Regions from separate parts of the Mus musculus genome. Here all the other regions are linked to region 4. Evidence: chromatin contacts called from public Hi-C and promoter capture Hi-C data. All regions are on one chromosome and are shown on one strand. The core of a region is the stretch at or near the end of the contact, and the rest is flanking DNA. Distances in the headings are between cores, read along the strand shown. Region 1 holds the start of Cand1 (cullin associated and neddylation disassociated 1). Region 2 holds the start of Nap1l1 (nucleosome assembly protein 1-like 1). Region 3 holds the start of Llph (LLP homolog, long-term synaptic facilitation (Aplysia)). Region 4 holds the start of Zfc3h1 (zinc finger, C3H1-type containing).

Region 1 (2,840 bases), core at 251-2,750, 3.9 Mb after region 4:
TTTTCCCCGGAGTTCCCCTTTCACCAGTGGGAAAATTGCTTCAGATAGGATTTGGACAAACCTTCAGGTGTTAAGAGTTCACAGAACAAAAACCAAGCTCCTAGACTAATTTTAACCAAAGATTACTTGTTCTTTAGTCTAAATGCACACAAAACTGTACTATGGCCCAAGGCATTACAGAGGAAAACTTAGGTATCAAAAAAATAGCCTTTTTTCTTTTGACAGAGGGCTTATTTGTGAAGGATTAGGCGTGGTGTGTGTGTTAACAATCAGTGTAGCATGAAAAAAACAGACGAGGCGACTGTGTGAAAATATAACACCTTCGATATGCACGGGACTAAGAACCAATGGTCCAGGTCTTGCAGAACACAACTCTATGATTAAGCTTCATGGCTCACCAGCCTCTCTTTTCAAGATTGGTTTGCTTGGCAATCCAGCCCTCTGGCCATGACTCTGTATAGGGATGTGAGACCGAAACCCCAAGATCCTGCGTGGCTTTCACTCGGCCGGAGAAAAGTGACAGGGATGCTGGCGGGAAAACCCTGCAGGCCAAGTTTCCCCCCCACCAAGCCGGGCTCCCCTCCCCCTTCTGGCCACCTTCGCCAAAGAGAAGGATCCAAAGAGAAAGTATACAATCCAATCAGCGAAGGCCTCGGAGAAAGTTGATCGTGGCACCCATTTCCCATCCGCGGGAAAAAGCCAGGCGGCGGCTGAGTGGCTGGAGAGCGGCAGCTTGTCCCCCAGCGCCGGGATGGCCTGGCGCCTCGGGAGGGCCGGGGACTAGGCCCGGCCACCCGCCCGCCCGGGAAAAACTCCTTCCCTCCCGCGCAGCCCGTGCCTTCGGGCCCGGGCGCTACCTGGGACGCGTCCCTGGGGGTGGACAAAGGATGCGCCAGGGACGCCGGGACGCGGACCAGCCCCGGGCGGCCAGAGCGGACAACGGCCTAGCGGGGAGATGGGGGAGGGGGTGGCTGGAGACCCGCCGGACCGAGGGGTGGGGCAGGGCCTGTCGCGAGGCCCGGGCGGCGGCCGCCCTCCACCTCTCCCCCACCCCGAGGTGGGGCGAGGGTCGGATTTCAGCCTCACCTGAAGTCCTTGTCGCTGGATGTCATTTTCTCCAGCAAGTTGGAGATGTGGTACGAAGCGCTCGCCATGTTGCCGGCCTCGATCCCGCCTGCTGGCTCAGTGGCTGCTGGGCCCCGCGGCCGGGGCTCCTCCTCTCCTTGGCGGCGGCGCCCGCTTCCAGGGTCGCACCGCGACGCGGACTGGGGAAGGCGCTCCGACGCGACGTCCAGTCCCCGGCCAGACGGGGATGGGGAGGGGAATGGCTGCCCCGGGGGGGAGGTAGGGGAGGCCGAGAGTGAGTGACGGGGACGGCCTAACGACGGCGCTGCTCGCGGGGCGCCGAGCTCATGGGCGGCGGGACGGACGGCTTGGGCCTCGCCGGGAAGCCAGACACTTGCGTTCGGGCCGCCTCGCTCCCACTCCCTCCGCACTCGCTCCCTAGGGCAAGAGGCCAAAGCCCGCCTCCTTCGCTAGGAGGGCGGGGGCGGCCGACGCAGGGCGCTGCGGGGAGGCGGGGTCGGAGGTCACCGGGGCTGCCCGGCGCACTCTGCGCAGTCGCGGTTTACAGGGACGCTCCCGTTGGCCCGGCCGGCTGTCTGTCTTCGCACGGGCCGCCTTTCGGGCGGAATGGCAACGCCTCGAGGGGCTCTTCTCGCGAGACCTTAAAGCGACGGTTAAAGGACGGGCAGTGAGCGTCCAAGGCCGGAGTTCTGCAAACGCTCCTTGCTCCTCCCTGCGACATTAAGAAGGAAGGTCTATGCGTTTGAAAGCGCGTGGGGCTTGTGGGTGATGATGCTAAGAGCTGGCCTGGAGGCCAAGGGGTGCAATGGAAAAATGAGCTCTCTTTCCGAACGGTACGCGTGGCCGAAACTGTCCCCTAACAACCATGCTGTATGGTTGCCACGTGAGAACTACGACTCCCACAATTCAATTGGGGACACACGAAGGACGTGATTGGCTCTTTGAACCTGGAGTTTCTTTATTGGTTCCCGTGGTCGGAGAGAATGCTGGGATTTGCAGGCAGGCAACGCGGGTTATGCTAAATAAAATCTTTCCATCGGCGTGTGCTGTTTCTAAAGTGTCTGTTTCCCTGAAAACATCGCCCACTCCCACCCCCACCCCCGTCCTCATGTTGTTTTGGGCAAGCGCCTTGCAAAATTCAGTGTTTTGGTAGGGGCCTAGTCGAACCTTAGTACTAATCTTTGCTCCGCTAAAAGGCCTCAGGGCCACAGTTTGGACGTAATCCTTTTATTCATCCCGGAGCCACTTTTTTTCTGTTCCATTTAGGTCCTAGTAAGGATTCTCTCCCAATGCCAAACATGGATGGTGCACGCCTCTAATCCCTGATCAGTAGAGGCAAGTGTAGGAGAGCCTTGTGGGTCTCAAGTATAAAAGCTAGCTTGGTCTCTAAATCGAATCCTAGGCCAGTTAGGGGTATCTAGTGCAAACCTGTCGCAAATAGGGGAGGTGGTGGGGAAGTATCATTGCAGATTGTGCTCTGAGCCTACATCTTTCAATAGTCGGCTTCTGTGCACTTAGTTATGAAATCTAAGTTTTCCTATGTGCTCGGATACACCAACACAACCACCAGAGATCAGAGGTGACATGTACAACTGTTTGTTTACTCTCCAAGTTTCCCTAACCGTTCAGTATTTCACAAATAGCCCAAAGAAGAGTTGGAAGGATCAGAGATTTAGGTTTGGTTTGCTTTTCTGAGATAGAGTTTCTCTGGGTAACCCTGGCTGTTTTGGAACTCAATCTGTAGACCAGGCTGA
Region 2 (2,700 bases), core at 201-2,700, 3.9 Mb before region 4:
GTCTTTATCTCCAGAGTTCTGGCTTAACTGGTGTGTGACACCACACTCCACTTTCCCCCAGAGACCTTTGTGTGCATTCCAGATACTGATAGTTATCTTGTTGGAAATTAACAGTGATTTTTTTTTTTTTTCTGCTACAGGGCCTTAAATATTCCGCGCTGACCTGGAACTCTCTATGACCCTAAATTCCTTATCCCTGTGCCTCTATCTCTGCAGGGGTGCAACTCCAGAAATGAAGCCATGTGTGGGCTATGTGATGCTGTGGTTTGAACCTGGGGCCTTCATGCATCTTAGGCAGGCACTCTTACCAAATGAGCTACATCCAAAGGACTCAAAGAGTAGTTATTCTTTCACTAAAATACTAGCACATAGCCTTTTGTATGCACATACTACTTTTTGCCAAGTTCTTCCATGCCTGATTTCACAACAGATAACCAGATTCTCCTGTCTGTCTGTTTGTATTTCCAATGTTGCCCTATCTCACGACTTGTAGTGTCTGGAAGACTCCAGTGAAGGCTTGTGGGAGGATGGGAATGTAAAATGTAGACAGTGCCTTAGTATTATAGACAGATTAACCTCCCACCATAAAGACCACACTTGGAGCACAGCTGTTTGATTTGACGATCTCAAATTGTGGCACATAGCCACTCTCTGAAAGATTTAAAATCTGATACCTGCAGGGCCTCACTGTGGCCCTACCTAAAAAACAAAACCCCAAAGCACCAAACATAGTTAACAGAACAGGTGATTTGTAGTCAACTGAAAAATAGCTGCAAGATTTCATGAGCTTAAGGGTTGATTTACTTTTTCAGGAAGATGAAAAATTGGTATGCTGATTATTTTCATTATAAAGCAGTAATACGCAAAAATACGCTCTTTACTTCCATCAAATGAACTAAAGCAGAGATGAAGGGTTGTGTATCAGGTAAACGTGATGTGGAACACCCTAAAAGGCGTAGAGGCGCCCCGAGTTAGAAGCAAAACCAGCCGAAGACGCTGCCGCGGTGGTCACAAGAAAAGAGTTGTTAGTTCTCAGCTAGAGTGGGAAAATGGTTTCAGAGGAGAAGGGGGTGGGGAGAGGGGAGAGGCGTGCTGGGATTAGGTCTGGATGCGGATGGGAATCCTAGCCAGGATACTGCAAGCCTGCCACTAGGCTGTGTCCCTAACCCAGGCGGGCAAGGAGAACCAGGAGCGGGACCTATGGGTCGTCGCTGTGGGATTGGGATTTCCATCGCAGCGTAGAAGGGAGAAGAGATGGCGAGCACAAGACCGCCACAGGCGGGAAGCCTAAGGTGCCGGGGAAGAAGGACGGCTCTGTAACCAGGCAACAAGGCCCAGGCCCGCCTCCCGCTCCCGTTGCTACGCAACGCCGAGGCCAGGGGGAGGGCGTCGGAGCAGCCCTACGTGCTGACGCTAATTGTATATGAGCGCGAGCGGCGGGCTCTCGGGTCTTTTTTAGCGCCATCTGCTCGCGGCGCCGCCTCCTGCTCCTCCCGCCGCCGCCGCTGCCGCCGCCCTGAGTCACTGCCTGCGCAGCTCCCGCCGCCCGGCTCCGCGTCCGAGCCTCCTGGAACGGTAACGGCTGGGGGCCGGGAGGGCCGGGTGGCGGGGGCCTGCGAGGTGTCGGGCTGAGGCCGCGGGGTGAGCGCTCCGGAGCGGCCATGCGGCCTGAGGGACCCCGGGGAGCGCCGGCGGCTGCGGGGCGCGCGGGACGGCGAGGCCGCGGGAGAGCGGAGGAGGAGGAGGAGGCCACGCCGCGGGGCGCCCTGGGTCGCCCGGCCGCCTCTGCCTCGGTGGAGCCCACCGCGAGGGCAACCCCGGCGAGGCGGGCCGCGGGGATGGGGGACATGGAAGGAACGGTGGCCGCGCGAGTTCCGCCCGCAGGGAGGGGCTGTGCAGGCCGCGCGGCCTCGGCGCGCAGGAGCCGGGGCACGTGGGGACCGCGCCGCGGGCGGCCGGAGACCCCTGCCGGGGCCCACCCGACACCTCCGTCGGAGTTGGAGGAGGAGGAGGGGTCGCCACGAGTACCAGTCCCGCCACGGTCTCACCGGCTCCCTGGGTCTTCCTGGAGGGAACTGTGCTAGCGGATGGGAGGATGGAGGGGCGAGCAGCCTCCACCGCCAGGGTTATAAGGGGTTAACACGTGCAAAGCGTTCAGCCTAGCTATTTTTTTTTTTTTTTTTTTTTAACAAAAGATCTTGTTTTGTGTCTCACAGGTACAGTTAGAACTTCGATGGGTAACGTGGCCGGGGTATATTTGTGTGGAGAGACTTAATCCTAGTCTCCTTAAACCTCCAGATGGTTCTGAGACGAAAACTAAGAAGGGCTGGCTTGTTGGGGGTGGGGAGTGGGGTTCGAGTTTAATAGACCAACAGCGTGGTTCTTCCCTTCAGGCAGCACCCCCTCCCTCCCCCCAGAATTCTCACTAGGGATGAAGTGGAAGGACCATGGGGTGGAACAAGGCATTAATAATATACTGACCAAGCTCAGTGCGCCACATTTCTGTAAAGATCTCAGGAGTGGCATCGGAGGGAGGGCGGAGACAGGTCCTGTCCAGAGGGCAGGGCTTCCCAGACTAAAAGGATGCACCAGGCATACAGGCTATCTTCCAGGGCTAACTACTTCAGACTGTCTCCTGTCTCTAAATTCCAAAATGAGAAACGTTTTAAAGACTTTCCCAACACCTCTAATTTCAGGAGA
Region 3 (2,723 bases), core at 190-2,689, 4.8 Mb after region 4:
CCCAGGGCATGCACGCTTCCTCTTGTTATAATGCCAACTGTATTTTTCCTGGGTTAAAAATCTCAGTGCTTGCTCCACTATATGCATGGTTTCTTCAAAAAGACACAGCTCTTCTAGCAATTAAACAGGGATTTTATAAGTCATCACTTATAAAGGGGGCTGGAGACCTGGTTCAGTGGTTAAGAGCACCTCTTGCTCTTGCAGAAGACCTGGGTTCAGTTCTGTGGTGATTTGGATATGCTTGGCTCATGGGAAGTGGCAATATTGGGAGGTGAGGCCTCATTGGAATAGGTGTGACTTTATTGGATGAAGTGTGTCACTGTGTAGGTGGGCTTTAAGGTCCCTAGTGCTCAAGCTCCAGCCAGTTCAGAAGAGAACCTCTGGCTGCCTTCAGATCTGGGCTTCTCCAGCGCCATGTCTGCCTGCATGCTGTCATGCTTCCTGCTATGACGACAATGGACTGAACCTCTGAAACTGTGAGCCAGTCCCAAATAAATGTTTTACTTTTTAAGAGTTGCTTTGGTTATGGTGTCTTCACAGTAATGGAAGTAAAACTAAGTAAAACTGGTTCCCAGCACCCCTGTGGTGACTCACAACCAACTGTAAATCCAGTTCAAGGGATGAGATGGCCTCTTCTGGCCTCTTCTGGTACCAGGCACACATGTGGTACACATACATGCTTGAATGTGGTGATCTGTTGAAAACACTGTTTCCAGGTAAGTCTGGGTAGTTAACGTTTGTTGCCTAATCACCCACTGAAGATCAATGAATGAGGTACTATCTAGGCCCTAAGACACTCTTCTTATCTTTCACAAGTGTTAAAGAGACTTGCGTATCGCCCATAGCTTGTGCAATATTAGAAGCACATGCAAAAACCACACCTTTTTTTGTAAACTCATTCACCCTAGGTTAGCTTTGTCTCAGGTATGTAATAGTTTGGACAGATCAACATTGGTTGAAATAGCTTGTTTTACCCTTTAAATTCGTGGGGATAAGGAAAGATTATTCTGTTGGGTGACACTTTGAAATATAACTGGCATGCAGTCGACGTGACGTATTTAAGTTGTACAATTTGATACATCCTCACAGCCGCGTACCTCCTAGGATCCTCAGCCGAAATGAGAAAATTTCTAGACTGCAATTAAACAAAAACAAAACTCAGAAAGGGCTCCAGGATGATCAGAGCTGAGCAATCCCTTTGGTATCCTTTCTCGTGAGGCTGTCACAGACAGGGCCCCCGGCCAGGCTTGGCCCATCCAAGGCTTTGAGATGCTTTGATTTATAATTTGCCACTCCCGACAGGAAATTCCTTAAACTTTCTCCTGTAGGTGTAGGGGTCAGCCAAAGCCTCGGGATGACAGAGACAGCTGGTTGACCACGCCTCCCCAAAGACCACGCCTCTCAAGGATCCCGGCATGCTGTGCGCTGGCCCCTGAACGGAAGCCGGAAGCGCCTGTACTTCCGGTTGGCGTCCCACGCGTGGTGCGCGGTGTTGTCTCTCAGGTGAGTTGCGTGGGCTTTGGACTCAACTCCGCGGCGTGAAGGACTGGCTCGGACCCTGCCTCCGCGGCGAGACCTGACCGCATCCTCGCTCGGTGCGGGGCTCGGGAGGGCGAGGCTCGGGGTCCCGCACACGGACCACTGGTGATTGCTGACGCTCAGGGGACCTCACCCAGCCACCCCACGGTTCTCGTGACCTGTACGGTGTGCAGCAGAGCGGTGGCCCCGGGGGATCCGGCTCAGCCCCGCAGTCCGCAGACGGGGACGGTAGCTCCGGGTTGAAGCCGAACTTGGTAGAAAGGAGCTGACAGGAGTCGGAGGATCAGAGCGAGCCTTAGGGAGAGCCATTTCCAGACCTAGATCGGAGATGTGACGGTCCTGAAGTGGGCGTTGTGCGGACTGGAGCTTGCGTGCGTGTGGGGCTAGAGAGTAAGTCGGAGGCCCGAGAGGAGCGGGATGAGCTTTGATACACGAGGGGAGGAGTCTTTAAAAGGCAGGGAGCTATGGTTTAAGCTGTTAAAAGTTCACACTAAAGATGTGGTGACGGATATTGGATAAGAACAGCGCAATAGGTGATTTTAAGGCGGAGCTGTTCGCTTTCTGTGTCTACTATGCATAGCTGCTCTTTGAGAACGGCTTGAATTAACGACTTGTTCCTACTTAAAGGGGCCTGACGTGTCCGGACTTAGTCCTTTCATGCTCTGCGCTGATTATTACATAAGCTAAGCATGAGGGCACAGCACAACTTCTCTTCCATCTGTCCCAGTTCTGAAGAGAAGGCTGCTTGGCCACGTCCTTGCCAGTCAAGGGTGTGAGCAGTAAACCTTTTGTTTGTGTTTCTGTTCACCGCCAGGTGAAGCATGGCTAAAAGCCTGCGGAGTAAGTGGAAGAGGAAGATGCGGGCCGAGAAGAGAAAGAAGAATGCGCCAAGGGAGCTCAACAGACTGAAGAGTATCCTCAGAGTGGACGGGGATGCTCTAATGAAAGACGTTGAGGAGATAGCAACCGTGGTGGTAGCCAAACCTCGCCAGGAGAAAATGCAGTGTGAGGAAGGGCGGTGTGACGGCGCAGATGAGGAAAAGGGTGAGCCTCGGTCTTCATTTACATGGTTTTTCTAAAAAATGATCCACTTTTCTCTTAGGGGTCGGTCTCTCTCTGTCTTTTTAAAGCCGTCTTCTACCCATTCTACTTGTCCCTAGTGTCAAGTCCAAAAGAAACTGGGG
Region 4 (2,848 bases), core at 147-2,646:
GAAAGGTGACCATTTACTGAGTGCCGCCTATTATATTCAAGTCGGTGTTCACATGCTTTGGAGTTTGACTTAACAGAATTAAAGACATGACTGTACGTTCAACCTGTGTGTGAGTGCGTGATTCTGTTCAAGAGAGAGTTTCTATTTGCTCTTTGATAAACATTGCTTAATTAGATTGACTCAGTTACCATGTGTGACTATTAGAAATGTTTCCCACGTCAATTCCAGTAGTGAAAATTGCCTAATCTTAACTCGAACTCAGCAGGCTTCTAAAGTGATTTGTTGGTTTGAACCCTTATGGCGTCATTCTTCTTAAGGCATGGTCTAAGATATAAAAAATAAAAGAGTAGAAAATAAAGGTATACTCATCACTTTTTAATGCAAGGCATAGTAACTCGGGTTTCTTTTTCTTTTCTTCCTTTCTTTCTTTTTTTTTTTTCAAATTTGGTAAACTTTCCTCGGAAAAGGAGCAAATGTTTCCAGATGTGCGGACCCACACACAAAGGACAAGAGCGAGGCTCCCCTTGCTCTTCGCAGCTGGGCAAGTGACCAAAGTCAGAGGACCTTGTTCTTCTGACACGACCGAGACTCAAGACTGCCTAGGCTCCCGTTTCCGTCACCCCGCTCCCCTCCCAGGTTTACCTGTGGAAGCTGATGTTAATGTGCTTGTTGTAGGTAGCAGCACAGCCCGCCGCGGCGCAATTGGTCGGCATTTCCCCGGGCCCCTCATTCGGCGCCACCTTACGCCACTTCGGAGGCGCTGCCCGCTAAGCAAGCTTCTGTCAAACGCTAGACAAACGAGGCAGGCGACCCCGCGCCGCCAGCTCGGTGCAGAGCGCGGGGAGGGCAGAGGGGCGTGCACAGTACCGGGGTGGGAGGGAGGGCCCACTCTCCTGTCTCTTTATTAATATGGCGGGCTTAGGCCTGCAGAGCCAACGTGCCGGAGCTCCGGGCGCAGACAGTCGCCTTCACCAACATGGCGGCCACACCCGCTCCCCGCCCTCCCCTACCTCCCGGGGTCCCAAAGAGACTAGGTCCAGCGTCTCAGACGGGGGCCCCCTAGCAATGAATGAGAAGATGGCAGATGTCTTCCCCACCGACTAATGACTCTGAAACTCAGGTCTGCGGCTGAAAGAGCATGTCCGCAACCCAGACACTAACCCCTTCCTTCCCCGCCTGCCACCTCGGACGGGATGCTAGGGGACAGTTAAGACTGCAGGGACACAAGGGCGAAGCCTGGAGCAAGAGGAGACTACAAATCCCAGCCAGCACCGCGGCGGACATGGGGGTGGGCGCTTCCTGTCTCGCAAGACTCGGAGGGTCGCCTTCCGGCGTGCCGCAGGAAATGACGCTCGGGACCCGGCCTCCTTCTACAGAGGCTTTCTCGCGAGGCGGAAGAGCAGCAAGGGGGCGCTAGGAGAGGGAACTGGCGAGCGACGGTCCGACGAGCGAGAGAGAGCGATCTGGGGTGCGGGGAAGTTGGGGAGCAGAACCTGCCGGGCGTCCGAGCACGGGAAAGGCCGCGCCCGCCGGGTCCGTTAGGACAGAGGGCGGAGGAGGAAGGGGAAGGCAGGCGGCGGTCGGGCGGTCCCCGGCCGGAGGGCTTCAGGTCGTGTGGCCAGCGCTGCACTCCGGATGGCGGCCGCCGCCGATCCTTCGACCCCGGCCTCTAGCGGCCTCTCGCCGAAGGAAGAAGGGGAGCTCGAAGACGGGGAGATCAGCGACGACGACAACAGCCGGAGCCGGAGCAGCAGCAGCAGCAGCAGCGGCGGCGGGCTGTTACCGTACCCGCGGCGGCGGCCTCCTCCCCCGGCCCGGGGCGGTGGATCCGGGGGAGGCGGCGGCGGCTCCTCGTCCTCCTCGTCGTCCTCCCAGCAGCAGCTGAGGAATTTCTCACGCTCACGGCACCCGGCCGAGCGGGGCCAGCTCAGGGGACCCAGCAGCTACCGACCCAAAGAACCGTTCCGGACTCACCCGCCCCCAGGGCGGATGCCGTCGGGGTCCCTGTCGGAAAGCAGCCCCCGGCCGTCCTTCTGGGAGCGGAGCCACATCGCCCTGGACCGTTTCCGCTTTCGAGGCAGCAGGCCTTACCGGGGTGGGAGTCGCTGGAGTCGGGGGCGAGGAGTGGGGGAGCGAGGAGGCAAGCCGGGGTGCAGACCTCCTGGAGGAGGAGGATCAGGAGGAGCGGGATCCGGATTCGGCAGCAGCCAGAGCTGGCGAGAACCCTCTCCACCCCGCAAGAGCTGTATCCTTAACGTGGCGGTCCGCCCTGGGTGTGTCGCCGGAGCTCCCTTTGGCGTCATGGCTAGGTCCCGGAGTTTTTTAACTTTTCAGAACCACTCATTTCTCTCCCCCGTTCGTCGGCGGTTGTCACGGGCCGCACTCCACCGCTATTTTCGTAGGCTGTTTGACTGAATGGGTGCCTTTTGCTTTTGGATAGGACTGTGTCATGGATTCGGGTCAGCTAGGGAAATGAAATACAGTCTGGGTTTTTAAACAGGACACCAACAGCCCAAGTTTTGTTTGTCTATTTGTTTGTTTGTTTCTTTTTTGCAAGCCCTGGGATTTCGTATTTAACAGGAAATCGACTTAGATTATTAAGGAAAAGAAGTACTCAAACATCTGGAGGAATACTGTTACTTTTATTACGTCCTGACTTTAGAGTTCGTAAAGTTTTCCTCTGTAATTCTTACTGTTCTTGTGATTTTTTTTTTCTTAAATTTGTAGTTATTCATCCCCGTTGCTGCCCTTTGTTTTCTGTGTTTGTGTGTGTGTGTGCACGCGCGTGTGCAGATCCTTTATTTTTACCAGTTTTACAATTCAGCTCTTTTAAATTCATAAGTAGTTT

Evidence for each region. Promoter capture Hi-C pulls out the DNA fragments that hold promoters and counts their contacts. Hi-C and Micro-C count contacts between places; a contact is called where the count stands out from the background.
Region 1: a contact with region 4 is called in a promoter capture Hi-C map of pre-B cells. The contact joins the promoter of Cand1 here to the promoter of Zfc3h1 in region 4. A contact is called at or near these places in 1 of 39 promoter capture datasets (pre-B cells) and 1 of 484 Hi-C or Micro-C datasets (neutrophils).
Region 2: a promoter capture Hi-C map of pre-B cells shows a contact between it and region 4. The contact joins the promoter of Nap1l1 here to the promoter of Zfc3h1 in region 4.
Region 3: a Hi-C map of B cells shows a contact between it and region 4, with 6 read pairs. The contact joins the promoter of Llph here to the promoter of Zfc3h1 in region 4. A contact is called at or near these places in 1 of 39 promoter capture datasets (pre-B cells) and 1 of 484 Hi-C or Micro-C datasets (B cells).

The regions. Positions count from the first base shown.
Region 1 is chr10:119,238,555-119,241,394 of GRCm38.p6, forward strand. Cand1 (cullin associated and neddylation disassociated 1) reads right to left here and starts at 1,501. Exons shown (of 15, transcript NM_027994.1): 1 at 1,087-1,501. The coding sequence starts at 1,154.
Region 2 is chr10:111,471,777-111,474,476 of GRCm38.p6, forward strand. It overlaps Nap1l1 (nucleosome assembly protein 1-like 1), which reads left to right and starts at 1,451. Exons shown (of 16, transcript NM_015781.5): 1 at 1,451-1,575.
Region 3 is chr10:120,225,621-120,228,343 of GRCm38.p6, forward strand. Llph (LLP homolog, long-term synaptic facilitation (Aplysia)) reads left to right here and starts at 1,440. Exons shown (of 3, transcript NM_025431.2): 1 at 1,440-1,503; 2 at 2,354-2,583. The coding sequence starts at 2,361.
Region 4 is chr10:115,383,563-115,386,410 of GRCm38.p6, forward strand. It overlaps Zfc3h1 (zinc finger, C3H1-type containing), which reads left to right and starts at 1,397. Exons shown (of 35, transcript NM_001033261.2): 1 at 1,397-2,245. The coding sequence starts at 1,636. Thap2 (THAP domain containing, apoptosis associated protein 2) reads right to left here and starts at 873. Exons shown (of 3, transcript NM_025780.4): 1 at 643-873. The coding sequence starts at 713.